Regions from separate parts of the Mus musculus genome. Here region 1 is linked to region 2. Evidence: chromatin contacts called from public promoter capture Hi-C data. All regions are on one chromosome and are shown on one strand. Each heading gives the region's core, a stretch centred on a gene start, on an enhancer-like site or on the middle of the called end of the contact. The rest is flanking DNA. Distances are from core to core; before and after follow the strand shown. Region 1 holds the start of Myom3 (myomesin family, member 3). Region 2 holds the start of Grhl3 (grainyhead like transcription factor 3).

What was found. Promoter capture Hi-C pulls out the DNA fragments that hold promoters and counts their contacts.
Region 1: a promoter capture Hi-C map of fetal liver shows a contact between it and region 2, with 2.5 times the contacts expected there. The contact joins the promoter of Myom3 here to the promoter of Grhl3 in region 2. A contact is called at or near these places in 5 of 39 promoter capture datasets (the C10 cell line, the HPC-7 cell line, the SN4741 cell line and 2 more), 2 of 484 Hi-C or Micro-C datasets (cortical neurons and myocytes), 3 of 115 datasets of contacts at active chromatin or transcription factors (bone marrow-derived macrophages, embryonic stem cells and pancreatic cancer cells) and 1 of 9 other capture datasets (macrophages).

The regions. Positions count from the first base shown.
Region 1 is chr4:135,755,247-135,761,609 of GRCm38.p6, reverse strand. Myom3 (myomesin family, member 3) reads right to left here and starts at 1,895. Exons shown (of 37, transcript NM_001085509.2): 1 at 1,804-1,895. Il22ra1 (interleukin 22 receptor, alpha 1) reads right to left here. Exons shown (of 7, transcript NM_178257.2): 7 at 6,227-6,363. It also overlaps the pseudogene Gm12988.
Region 2 is chr4:135,568,972-135,574,904 of GRCm38.p6, reverse strand. Grhl3 (grainyhead like transcription factor 3) reads left to right here and starts at 1,273. Exons shown (of 16, transcript NM_001013756.2): 1 at 1,273-1,497. The coding sequence starts at 1,481. It overlaps Gm30888 (a long non-coding RNA gene), which reads right to left and starts at 1,325. Exons shown (of 3, transcript XR_390832.2): 1 at 1,257-1,325.

The DNA.
Region 1 (6,363 bases), core at 646-3,145, 190 kb before region 2:
TAGTCCTTTTGGTATTTTAAATCAGTACCTTATAATTTGATTCTCATTTAGAAAGTGCCTCCTCTTCCTGCTTAGTCCCTACCTGTATGGAGGCTGTATTTGACTCACTGGTGGTGGGGCTTAGCTGCTGAGTGTCAGCTGTAAGGTTTGGTTTTCTGTGCTGCCCCCAGCTGTGACCATCAGGGAGGTCAGTGGCTTGCAGTAAGTAATCAGTGGCCATTAAGGGCTTCTCCCAAAGGTCCCTTGGCTCCCGACAAGCATCTCAGCAGAGCCAAAGGACAGTTGCCCACTTAGGCTTGGCTCTGACTCCTCCTGGCTAAATAGCATCTCTGCACGCAGAGACCTAGCCAAGCCCGCTCATGCTACGCTCCTTCCTTGGTCTACACGTTTGACCTGGGGAGCAAGGCTCGGGCCAACAAAGAGGGTTCCTGTGCTCTGACGTCAGCACTGGCCCTCTCTCTGATACTCTGCCCTAATGAGGACAGTGGCCCACTGGCATTTGGCCTCTGGACCCCCTCCTCTGCGGTGAGCCATGGATGCTTTTTAAAGCACTGACTAAAGTGTGGGATTAAGCAGACAGGTTTGTGGCCTCCACTGCCCTTCCCCATGGGATGAGAAGCCGCACTGGCTGAGCGGGGAGTGGATGCACCCTGCCCAGTGGGTCGGCACAGGCTGGGACAGGCACGGCTCCCCAGCTCCGCCAAGGCTGTAATGGGCTGGCTCTGGTTAGTGGAGGCTCTTCCTTCCCCAGCAGAGCCCGGGGGGCCTCATCCCCTGTATGGGATGAACCTGGCAACCCCAGGGTTTGGGACTGCAGGGTCTATGCTTTTTCTCTGCCCGTGGGGTTGAACAACCAGCACTCAGCCCACACACTCCCTCCCTACTGGACCTGCCGGACCTGCCAGCTCGGGCTCCCTGATGGGCTGCCGCTCCATACAGCAAAGACTCGAGTTCCAAGGAGGTCCTCAAGGGCCTTTTCTTTTCTTTATGTTTAGCTTTAATGTCAAGGAGGGCTCACATCAGAAGACCCAGGGCTACACAGAACAGTGAAATGAAGCATGGAGTTCTTGGATACCCCGTTTTCACTTGGGGTGCTACCAAGCTCAAATCTCCCTAACAAACCCCTTTCCCAACATACTTACATATATACACTACAAACAAACAAACACACATACAGATACACACATACTCGACAGGATACGAAAACACACACAGACACACACATACCCTATAGTAGACACACAAATATTCTACGACACACACAGACACCCTACAACACACACATAGGCACATACCCTATAACACACACACATATCCTACAACACACACAGATAGACACATACCCTACAACACACACACATATCCTATAACACACACAGATAGACACATACCCTATAATATACATACCCTATAGCACAACACAGTCACATACCCTATAACACAGACACATACCCTACAACACACACACACACACGCCCTATAACACACACATAAACATTATAAATGCACATATCAAACACACATACACACATACCCCACACACTATACTATAGATACACACACCATAGTCACACAAATACTACCCCCATCATACAATAGACACACAAGAACATCATTGACTTTACATAGGCCTATGCACAGACCACCCCCACATCATCTACACATACACAAACCCGTACATCACAGACACACATACACTAGAGTTATGTACACTACACATGCACCATATATACCACCCCCATAGGTCATTCACTGTGGAAAGCTGGGGTGTCCCTCAGCCCCTGCACCCTACATGTGACTCACAGAAACAGCAGTGTCCACTGGGCAGTCTCTAGGACAGTAAGAGGCTCTCTGCTCTCTTCTTGTCCTCGGCTCAGTGAGGACGGGGGAAGAATGTGATCTGAGAGCCTTGTAACCGTCTTAAATATAGCAGCGCTGAGACAGTGCGGTGACAATGGATGGGAGCTGTGGTGAGGGTGGAGGCAGAGGGGAGGGCTGTCTCTTCCTGCCAGCACTGCTGGGCAGCAGCAACAGGTGGGGTGGCCCCCACCCCCTGCTGCTCCTCCCCCACCTCTGGCTTTTCCACCCCACCCTGCCTGGAGTAAGAGCCATGCCTCGGGCTCCAGTCTGGCTTGGGGAAAGTGGACACGTGTGTTCTCTGCTATAGAAGTCGGATCACAACTGTCCTTCCCGTTGTGGGGCACCCAGAGAAAGGTCTTCAGCTTCTCTGATCTGAATTCCCTCCTGAGAGACAGGGAACATGTCAGGGTACCTAGCTTCTTGCGGATAGTACAGAGTGTGACCTAACCATGAGAACTTTGATTCTTTTGGCTAAGGTGATGTGTGGCTTCTTCCTCTCTATTTCCCCAGCAGTTAAGGGCGCTGCTCCTGGTCAGCCCATGGTTGTGTGCGGTGGGTAAGGCAGGGCTAGGACAGGAGCTAGGGAGCCCTGAGGAGGGGACATGGCCCTCCAGAGCATGTGCAGGTCTGGGAAGGCTGTCCCAGCTCAGGTCAGAGAGCATGGTTTCACTCCCAGCCTCTTCCTCAAACCACAGGCACCAAGGTCAACCTGCCAGCTGCTCTTCCTGCAGCTTCGGAGGCTACTCCCTGGGGAGAGTGAGTGAGCGGGCACTGAGCTCTTCAGTCCTAGTCTTAATCTCCTGCCTTACTTGAAAAGCCATTTCTAAGCTTCCCTGATTCACCTCTTCCCCAGGCCAGTGTCATAGCAACTCCGGGGAGGATGTTGGCGGGTTCGCTCCCCCACCCTTTTGGTCTTCCTTCCTTCCTTCCTTCCTTCCTTCCTTCCTTCCTTCCTTCCTTCCTTCCTTCCTCTTTCTTTCTTTCTTTCTTTCTTTCTTTCTTTCTTTCTTTCTTTCTTTCTTCCTTCCTTCCTTCCTTCCTTCCTTCCTTCCTCTCTCTCTCTCTCTCTCTCTCTCTCTCTCTCTCTCTCTCTTTCTTTCTTTCTTTCTAGGAAACTTTATGTATATGAGTGTTTTACTTGTGGGCATGGTCTGTGCACTACCGCATGCACGCCTAGAGACCAGAAGGGGGCATCAGATCCCTGGGGTTGTGAGCCAGGTACCCTGACACGCTGTCTCTCAGGAAGGAATTCAGATCAGAGAAGCTGAAAACTTCCCCAGGGTAACTGGAAGGACAGTTGCAAACAAACTCTATAATTGGGAACACTTGTGCCCACTTTCCTCAAACCAGGCTGGAGCCCTAGGCAGTTCCTGGAGGCAGGGACTGGGGTGGATGGGGAAGGAGCAGTAGGAGGCGGGGCATTCCCCCCAGGTGAGTAGCTGGGAACTTATCCAGGGTCCTTTGGAGGAGCAGCCAGCTTTCTAACACTGGAACATCTCTCCAGCTCTCATTCCTATTTCGGGGGTTGTTATTTTGAGACAAGGTTTTGTTATGTAGCCCAGGCTAACTTGCAACTGACAATCTTCCTGCCTCAGTCTTGAATGCCATGATTTCAAGCATATACTCCCCTGCCATCCCCACTTCCTATTATCCCTGTCTAGAAAGAGTTTCTCTGGACTCAGACAATTGCTGTGATGGTTAAGTGTGATATGCCAGAGCTGGAGAGGTGGCTTAGTGGTTAAGAACACTGTCTGCTCTTTCAGAGGTCCTGAGTTCAAATCCCAGCAACTACATGGTGGCTCACAACCATCTGTAATGAGATCTGATGCTCTCTTCTGGTGTGTCTGAAGACACAACAGTGTACTTATATATAATGAATAAATAAATCTTTTTTTAAAAAAAAGTGTGATATGCCTTTGTGAAGCAGAACATAGGCCCTGGTTGTCCCTGACCTCTGAGGCAGACGGAAGGAACTCAGGCATGTGCCAGACTTGGGAGGCATCTCAGATTCTGTTCAGGATCCCATTCATCCCTGGATTTATAACTTAAGCAAGCCACCATGTTCTGGTTTATCTACACTCCAGGGGACAGTAATGACTGTCTCTCAGTCTTCTGGCAGAGCATGGAGCTGCAGATCTGTAATCCCAGCATCCAGGAGACTGAGGCAGATGGATCCAGGCATCCAGACCCAGCCTGGGCTACACACTGAGACCTTGTCTCCAACTGGATTGTCTGAAAGGAAGGGTCCCAGGAGGGTCCACAGCCTCCCCAACACCAGACATACTGTAGACAGTTGATAGACCAGGGCTCCTCTAGTCACTTAACTCTGGGGATACTGAAGAGCTCGCTTCGCCCCATCCATCTGGGCTTGCAGTCCATTCTCCTATACCCCTCAGCTGATCATGCATGGTGATGCATGGGTCCTTTGTAAGTATGGTCAAACCTCACTCAGGAAGCTGAGCAGACATAAGATGACTGAAGTCACATAACTCTTTGCTTAGATGCCAGGCATAGGCACCTCTATTCATGAACGAGGAATTTGCTCTCCTTTCTTTATTATTACTATTATTATTATTATTATTTTAAATTGAGACAAGTCTCACTATATAGCTGAGGCTGGCCTTGAACTCATAATCCTCAGTACCTTGAGTGATGGGATTATAAGTGTGTGACATCATGCTCAGCCTTCAGCCTCCTTCCTGAGCCTCAGTTTCTTTAACTGGAGAACGTTTTAGATAGGAGGGATGTTGTGTTGTCTTGTTCTCTCTGTCCCTACCCCAAAGGAAGTAATTCCTGGAAGACAGCTCTGTCCTCAACTTGACTTTAAAAATGAATGGGAAGCCAGGTGTGGTAGTGTATGCCAATATTCATACCACTTGGTAGGTCAAGGCAGGAGGACCAGGAGTTCAAGTGTACCCTAGACTATGTACCAAGTTTGAGGTCAACCTGTGCTACATAAGACTCTGTCTCAAAGTGGCCTTGTTCTCGATACTTCTGTGCGATTATGAACTCTGTCCGTCAGCCTCGGGGCCTGTGGTCTTGAGACCAAGTGCCATGCCTACGACAAAGTTGCAGAGTTCTGATGGAGAGATATTTGAAGTTGCTGTAGAAACTGCCAAACAATCTGTGACCGTCAAGGCCGTGCCGGAAGAGTTGGGAATGGATGATGATCCTGTTCCTTTACCAAATGTTAATGCAGCAATTCTGAAAGAGGTCATTCAGTGGTGCTCCCACCACAAAGAGGACCCTCCTCCCCTGAGGATGATGAAAACAAAGAAAACGGACAGATGATATTCCTGTTTGGGACCAAGAATTCCTGAAAGTTGACCAAGGAATACTTTTTGAACTTATTCTGGCTGCAAACTACTTAGACATCAAAGGTTTGCTTGATGTCACATGCAAGACTGTGGCCATTAAGATTAAGGGGGAAACTCCTGAGGAGATTCGTAAAACCTTCAATATCAAAAATGACTTTACTGAAGAGGAGGAGGCCCAGGTACGCAAAGAGAACCAATGATGTGGCGAGAAGTGAACTGCTGTGCCTGTTACCATAACACTAGAAGGGTTGTTCCAAGTGCCAGTTGCACTGCTCTGTTTACAATTGTTAATATTAGAGATCAGTAGATAAACATCGCCTTGTCTTCACTGCGTGTGTAGTTCCAGTGAAGATCAGACCTGTGGTGAGTTTCTTCTATGAACAGAAGTTTCCTCCCCGCCACCCCCATTGCTCTGAATAAAACTGAACTATGGGTTCACTGCGGAAAGTGGCATTTTGGGCTTTCCCTCTTTCTGTAAAGTGATTCCTGCCTCTAGTTCATCGTCCAGTTGACTTCAGTGAGCCTTTCAAAGTTGGCACTGTAAATAAAACAACTTAGGGAAAGTATGCTGAAATAGAATTAACAAACCATGTTGTTTGTTCATGAATTGGAAGCTGCAACAGGACAGCTTGAAGTTAACCTTGTGGGGGTCTCCCGACCTCTATGCTGCTGAAAGCTTGTGTGCAGTGGGGCCTCTCTTATTGGACCTGAGGCCTTGTTTTGTCTTTTTTTTTTTAAATTTTTAATCTTCTCAGCTTTGAATATGTTGCCTAGAGATTTAGTTTACTACCCACTTTGTGGTTTTGGAGTGGGGACTATAACTCAATAATTTGTTAGTTTTTTTAAAAAAAGGACTCTGTCTCAAAATAAATAAATTAATCAAAATGAGTGGGTAAATACTGTCTCAATCTATTTGGCCTGGTATATTTATAAAGGATAACATTTGTTACCCTTCTGAAGGCACAAAAGTCCAAGGTCAAGTCTCACTTTCCATATGTCTTAATCAGGGTTACGATTGCTATGATGAAACACCATGACCAAAGCAACTTGGAGAGGAAAGGGTTTATTCAGTTTACACTTCCACATCATGGTCCATCATGGAAAGAAACCAGGACAGGAACTCAAACAGGGCATGAATCAGGAGGCACGAGCTGATGCAGAGGCCATGGAGGAGTGCTGCTTACTG
Region 2 (5,933 bases), core at 24-2,523:
TCAAGGTGAGGTACCCAGGAAGAATGAGCAATGAACTGGGGGTGGAGTGGGGGGGGATGGTTGGGAGAGTGGGGGATGGGGAGAGTGGGCATGGGGGCGGGGCTGAGGGTATTGGTAAAAGAGTAAGCATGAGATTCCAAGATTCGCAGCTTAGATCTCTTTTCCTATGAACCCCATGGAAGCTCTCTGTTTCTGCTGGTACTTGTGGGCATTTGGGGATGACCACCCTAGGTTGTTCATAGCCCATCCCCCACCATCCCCTCGCCTAAGAGGCATCTCCTGAGTGCCTAGCACAGAGCACTTACAGTGTACTGGCCAGCTAAGACTCCTGAGGCAACCACCTTCAACTTTTCCATCCTTTCTGGGCTGGCCAGAGGCATGTGGTCTGCCCACATCCCGTTCAGATTGGCATCGCACAAGATGAAAGGCTGCCCTGCCCTAATTCCCTGATTCCCCACCCCATCTCTCTCTCTCTCTCTCTCTCTCTCTCTCTCTCTCTCTCACACACACACACACACACACACACACACTCATGCACATTGGGGGAGGGGGGGCTCCTCCTGAATAGAAACCAGCATTTTCTTTCCCCGCTATTGCCCCAGAACCCAGAGCGAGGAGACCTTGCACACTCGGTACTTAGTAAATGTCCCCTGTCAACTGAGGCCACCAACTTCAACTCAAGGAGTAGCTAGTCTCCCAGATGACTGAACGGGTCTCTGACACTGGCTCTCACCCTTAGGCAAGGCACCCTGCCTCTCCAACCTACATTTCCTCGATCACCTGTAGAGGGCATGGGGTTGGTTGGGGTGGAAGGGAGAGTTGACAGAAAGTCCTTCCTAGCTGGTTACTGGGAGAATAGGAAGAAATCACTTAGCTAACAAGACTAGAACCTGTGGTGTTTGTTACCCGAAGGGGAAAGTTCTGGAGAAAAGAGAGGGGACTCACAGAGAGCTACCTGCTCTCTTCCGTGAAATTTTCCGGGTAGAGAAGGTGACTATAAAGAGATATGGTGTCTGTGGGGAGATGTTTGTGGGATCCAGGATCCGAGCGATGAGATGGACAGAGATTTCCCTTTGAGCCAAGTACCTGTCTGTATTTTTCCTCTAGTTCTCCCGTTCCTTCCCAACGTTTGTCTCCTCCCTTTTCCCTCGTCTCCACCCCCTCACCCCCTCAGCTAAGAAGGAATTGGCCGGCTCCACCCAGTCAGCCCCCCGGAGCTCCGCCCCTGCTGGTGGGCCAAAAGTTAACATCTGCACCTGCTGTGGTCTAGCTGCAGTCGGCACCTGTGCTTCCAGCCAATCAGCGCCACCGCAGCCGGGGACCGCTGTCAGCAAAATCTCAACATCCAAAGCGCAACGTAGAGCAAACGCTTCCCCGGGCAGGAAGGGAATGTCTGTGTCAGAGGAGAATTAAGAGACGAGTGGTCAGCAGCGCCTGCGAGCCAACCAGAGACGGATCGCTGGAACCTCGGAGAAGGAAGATGTCGAATGAACTTGAGTGAGTAAAGCCACGGATGTCTGGCCTCCCGGCCTCCCCAGCACACCGAGGCTGGCTGGGATTCCCTGCAGAGGGAAGAGCAAGGGAGGCCGGGCGCCCGGATTCACACGGCAATTTGTAAGGGTGAATGAATGGGCTGACGATCCTGCCTTAGCGTGTTGAGGCACGTTCAGCTCTCTATCTAGAGCTGACTGTTTCCCTGGGAAAATAGTTTTTCTTTCTCTCTGTGCTGAGCAGTTTCGAGGAAGGCAAACACCCGGGCTGCCTGAAACCGTGAATCTTGGCATCGCTTTTTGATACTCTGGAGGTGCCTTGGAAATCAGAGACACTCCCGCCCCAGGGAAGCTTTCTCTCCTCTTGCCAAAGGGAACGTCTTGGAGGTGGTTCTCAGAGCTGTCTTATGCAAAGAGTTGAGTTTCTCTAAAGGTCCTTTATGTTGAGTTGGAACAGTCCCAAGCGATCTGGCTACTATAGTGTAATGGCTGTATACATGGGCTCTGTAGTGGCTTTCCTTAGGTTCAAACCCAGGCTCCGTCTCTCCTCCGCTGTTCATTCTTAAAAAGTCGTTGGACTTATCTGAGCTTCATTTTCCTGATTTGGAAATTTGGAACAAGAGAACTTTGTAGAGTTCTTAGGTGTGCTGAAAGCTGTAAAAATGCTTACCAAAGAGAAAGGGGTCTGAAGTTGCGTTCAATAAATTGTGGTCAGTTTTATCCAGAGGCAGTGCTAACGCTGGGGAAGCCGAGGACTAGATTTTGGTGAGGTCATCTGTGTTGTCTGGCGAGAGGCAGGTGCATTCCTGCCCACATCTGGGATCTAGAATCCCTTGACTGGCTGACGCTGACCTCACTCTCAGCCTCAGTATCAGGTACAGATGTTGGAGAAGACAGAAGTCGAGGGTGTGAGTCGCTTTAAGTTGTGGGCAAGGAGCTAGCAGGAAAGAAACAGACTTCCCCTTTCTCCCCTCTTTAGCAGTGACCCTCTTGTTGTTTCCTCCCCTTCTCTGTCTCTCTCTTTGGAGCTTTTCCTCAGCAGGTTAAGAACTCAAACGCTTGCAGGCAGAATTGATGGGTCCTAACTGCAGACAGGAACCCATGTACCGGCTAGCTCTGGGGTGTGTCCGGCTTGAACAGCCACATCTACTGTCCAACCACTATGGTTACAAGCATCAGGTTTCTTTTTTAATAGATTCTCAGGACACTGTTTTGACAGTTGAACCCCAATTAAAGTAAAAATAGAAACACAGTGTTAGGGCCCAGATTCAAGCCCCAACCCCTGAACTTATTATCTGAGTGACCCAAGCCTGCATCTCCTGGACTGTGCGTGCTGTGACCAAGTGGCAGTCCTTACAGGGTTCAGTTTTATGACAGTGATTGATTTAAAGCCTGTTAGGGAACATGCTAATAATGCCTTTCTCCCTTTGTGGAGACATTAATAATTGGGCATTTCTGAAGCTTTCTTGCTTTTTATTTTTCTATGCTTTACACACACACACACACACACACACACACACACACACACACACTTGAGACACACGTCTCCAGCACACTCACGCATGCCAATTACAGCTGCCTGCGGAGGCTGCAGAGAGAATCTTTTCAGGTTTCTCCTCAGGGGCTATGGAGAAGCTGGCTTACGGAACAGGTTTTCTGCTAGTGTCCTGAATGGTTTGGGTTGGAAGTCGGATGGGCTGACAGAAGAGGCTTCTCCGTTCAGGAAAGCCTGTGCCTGCTGAGTAATGCAGGTCAACTTTGAAGCTACCATTGGAGATTACAGTGATTGACCTGGGGGCTCAGCCACTCTGAGAACTGGGGAGTCTGAGGTTGCCTGTGAGTGTGTGTGTGTGTGTGTGTGTGTGTGTGTGTGTGTGTGTGAGAGAGAGAGAGAGAGAGAGAGAGAGAGAGAGAGAGAACATGTTGTGGGCATGCTTGAGTGTGTGTGCACACACACGTATATGTGTATGGGTGTGTCTGTGTGTGTTCGAGTGTGTTGTAAGTGCCTGTGGAGTCATAGGTTTGAGAGGTCCTGATGCCAACAAGTGCCTGTGAGTGTGTGTGTGTGGATGTGTGTTTTAAGCTGCTGCTGCTGCTGCTGCTGCTGTTGTGGCCTTGTTCTTACTGTGACCTTGGCTGGAATATCCTACTAGGACAAGCAGACATCTCCAGCCCTCAGAGAATAAACAACTTGTCAGCCCTGGGGCATTAGTGAAAAGTCAGGTCCGCATCTGCTTCAAATCAAACTGAGTGAGTCTGCCCTTGCTGACTCTCGGCTTTCTCCTGAGTGAAGTGTCCACTAAGAACCCACCTACCTGACAGGGAAACACTGAGCTGTGGTGGCAGACCACCTCCCCACCCCACCCCAGCGCGGTCCTAGGCCTCCACAGGGAGGTGGCCCTGGAAAGGCTGGCCAATGTAAGTCAGAAACCAGCTCCAGGCAGCTGGTGGGTGGTGAGCACCTGGCCTTTCATGTGGTCAGACCCAGCGCCTGGCACCTCTGTCAGCCACCCTGCTTCCAGCCCACAGCCTAGCAGTACCCAGTGGCGGGGGCTGGCTGCAAGGGTTCCTGGAGCGCTAGCTTCGGACTCCCCAGGAAAAACAACCTGAACCTCCACACTGCCCACCATGGGCCTGGCTAAGTGGGCGGTCTGGCACAGGCCCTGACCTAGACTGGAGACTGTGGCTCTCTTGAGAGCCAGATTCTTGGTGACCACTGGCCTCTTCAGACCCTCCGCAGTGTCCTACTGTGTACAAGGCTGTCTAAGACACCTGATGAAGGATGGAAGGTTTCACTACCTTTCATACACAGTAGGTCCATTCCGGGGGCACCATGCCTCAGCGCCCTGGCCTCTGCATCCCCACAGCCCGGACCCTCTGCCATCGGTAACAGAGACTGGAGAGTGGCCACTGAGGGTGGCCCTAGGCTAGAGGGCTCACAACGCCTCCCCCTCCCCCTTAGGCCCGCAGCGCTGAAAGAGTTAACTCGGAGCGCCGCCCCGCTGCGGTTTTGTGGTCGAAACCATGATTGCCAGGAGCAAATTTTTGTCGTGCAGGAGGTGTGTTATTAAAAGTCGGAGTTACGCGGCTGGTGAATGAAAAGTTAAAAGCCCTCATTAAGCTCGGGCTGTAAAACGGGGCGGAGCGGGGGCGGGAGCAAGAGGGGCGGGGGGAGGGGTGTTAACGGAGGCAGCTGCGCCTGTAAGCAAGGTCTGGGAAGCGTGCTAGCCCCATGCAGTCACAAAAAGACTGACAGTGGCCCCGATCCCCGAGACCCAGACTCTTGCTAGCGCTTAATCAGCATATCTATTTTGTCCCTTTTGGTAATCCCAAGAGGGATGGGTGTGTATTCAGTGACATTGAGTAGCCAAGATTTCATGGAAGAGCCAGGCTCTCCTCTGGATCCAACCAGACTAAAGTTTCTAAGCCTGGACATTAGGTATAAGATGTAGATCGACCCTGCCTTTCGTTTTTCCTGTAGGTTCCCTGCTATGTATGTATGTATGTATGTATGTATGTATACGAGACCTTGCCTCTGTGTAACCTGTCTGGAACGTAGGTAACTCAGACCGACTTTCAACTCACGATCCTCCTGCCTCAGCTTCTTCAAGGTTGGGATTACAGGTGTGCACCGCCACACCCGACTCGTATTTTATATACTTGAGTTTTACAAGCCTGTGTAACTTTTGAAATGAGGCAAGGGAAGAGAGAGTTATTATTTGTAAGAAATAATTATTATTGGCTCATCCATAACACCAATCTCCAAACGTAGTTGCCGTGAGGAGGGGGGGTTAGCTCAGTTAGAGCATTTACCTGGCACGTACAGGCGCTGAGCTCAAACCCCAGCCCCACCACTAAAAGTAAGTAAATAAAAGAGGTCCCTGGCTGGTCCTCACGTGGGAACTTGGATATGCAAATTCTTAGCCCTGCCCTAGACTGAATCAGACTAAACTCTGAGGGCGGGACTGCCATTCTTTGTTTTGACAGGCCTTCCAGGTGATCCTGACTTAGTTTTTAAACCGCTGGCCCGGGAGACCAAGTAGAGGATGGGAAAAGAAGGCTCCCAGGTCGGCCTCTGACCTGCTGTGTCATTGCTGAGTCAGCTGACCCAGAGCCCTGCGGCAGGGTCACACCTGTGTTAAAGCCCAGACGGCTCACAGATGGCAGGTTGGTGAGTTTTCCCTGAGCGCTTCGTATCAGTGAATGCCTGCATAAAGCAGCGATAAGAATGCCCACCTCTCAGGCCGTGGGTGCAGGCCGTGGGTGAGGAGGCATGGGCTGGCTGTGTCAGTCATTCATTCGCCTCTTTTCCTTTTTCTTAACTCCCCTCCCGCTCTATTCCATCTGCCTTCACCAAAAGCTCAACGGGCTAAGGTGTGGATCACCTGACAAGCCCAAGTTCGATTCCTGGGCACCGATAGCGGAAGAGAATGCCTGCCATGG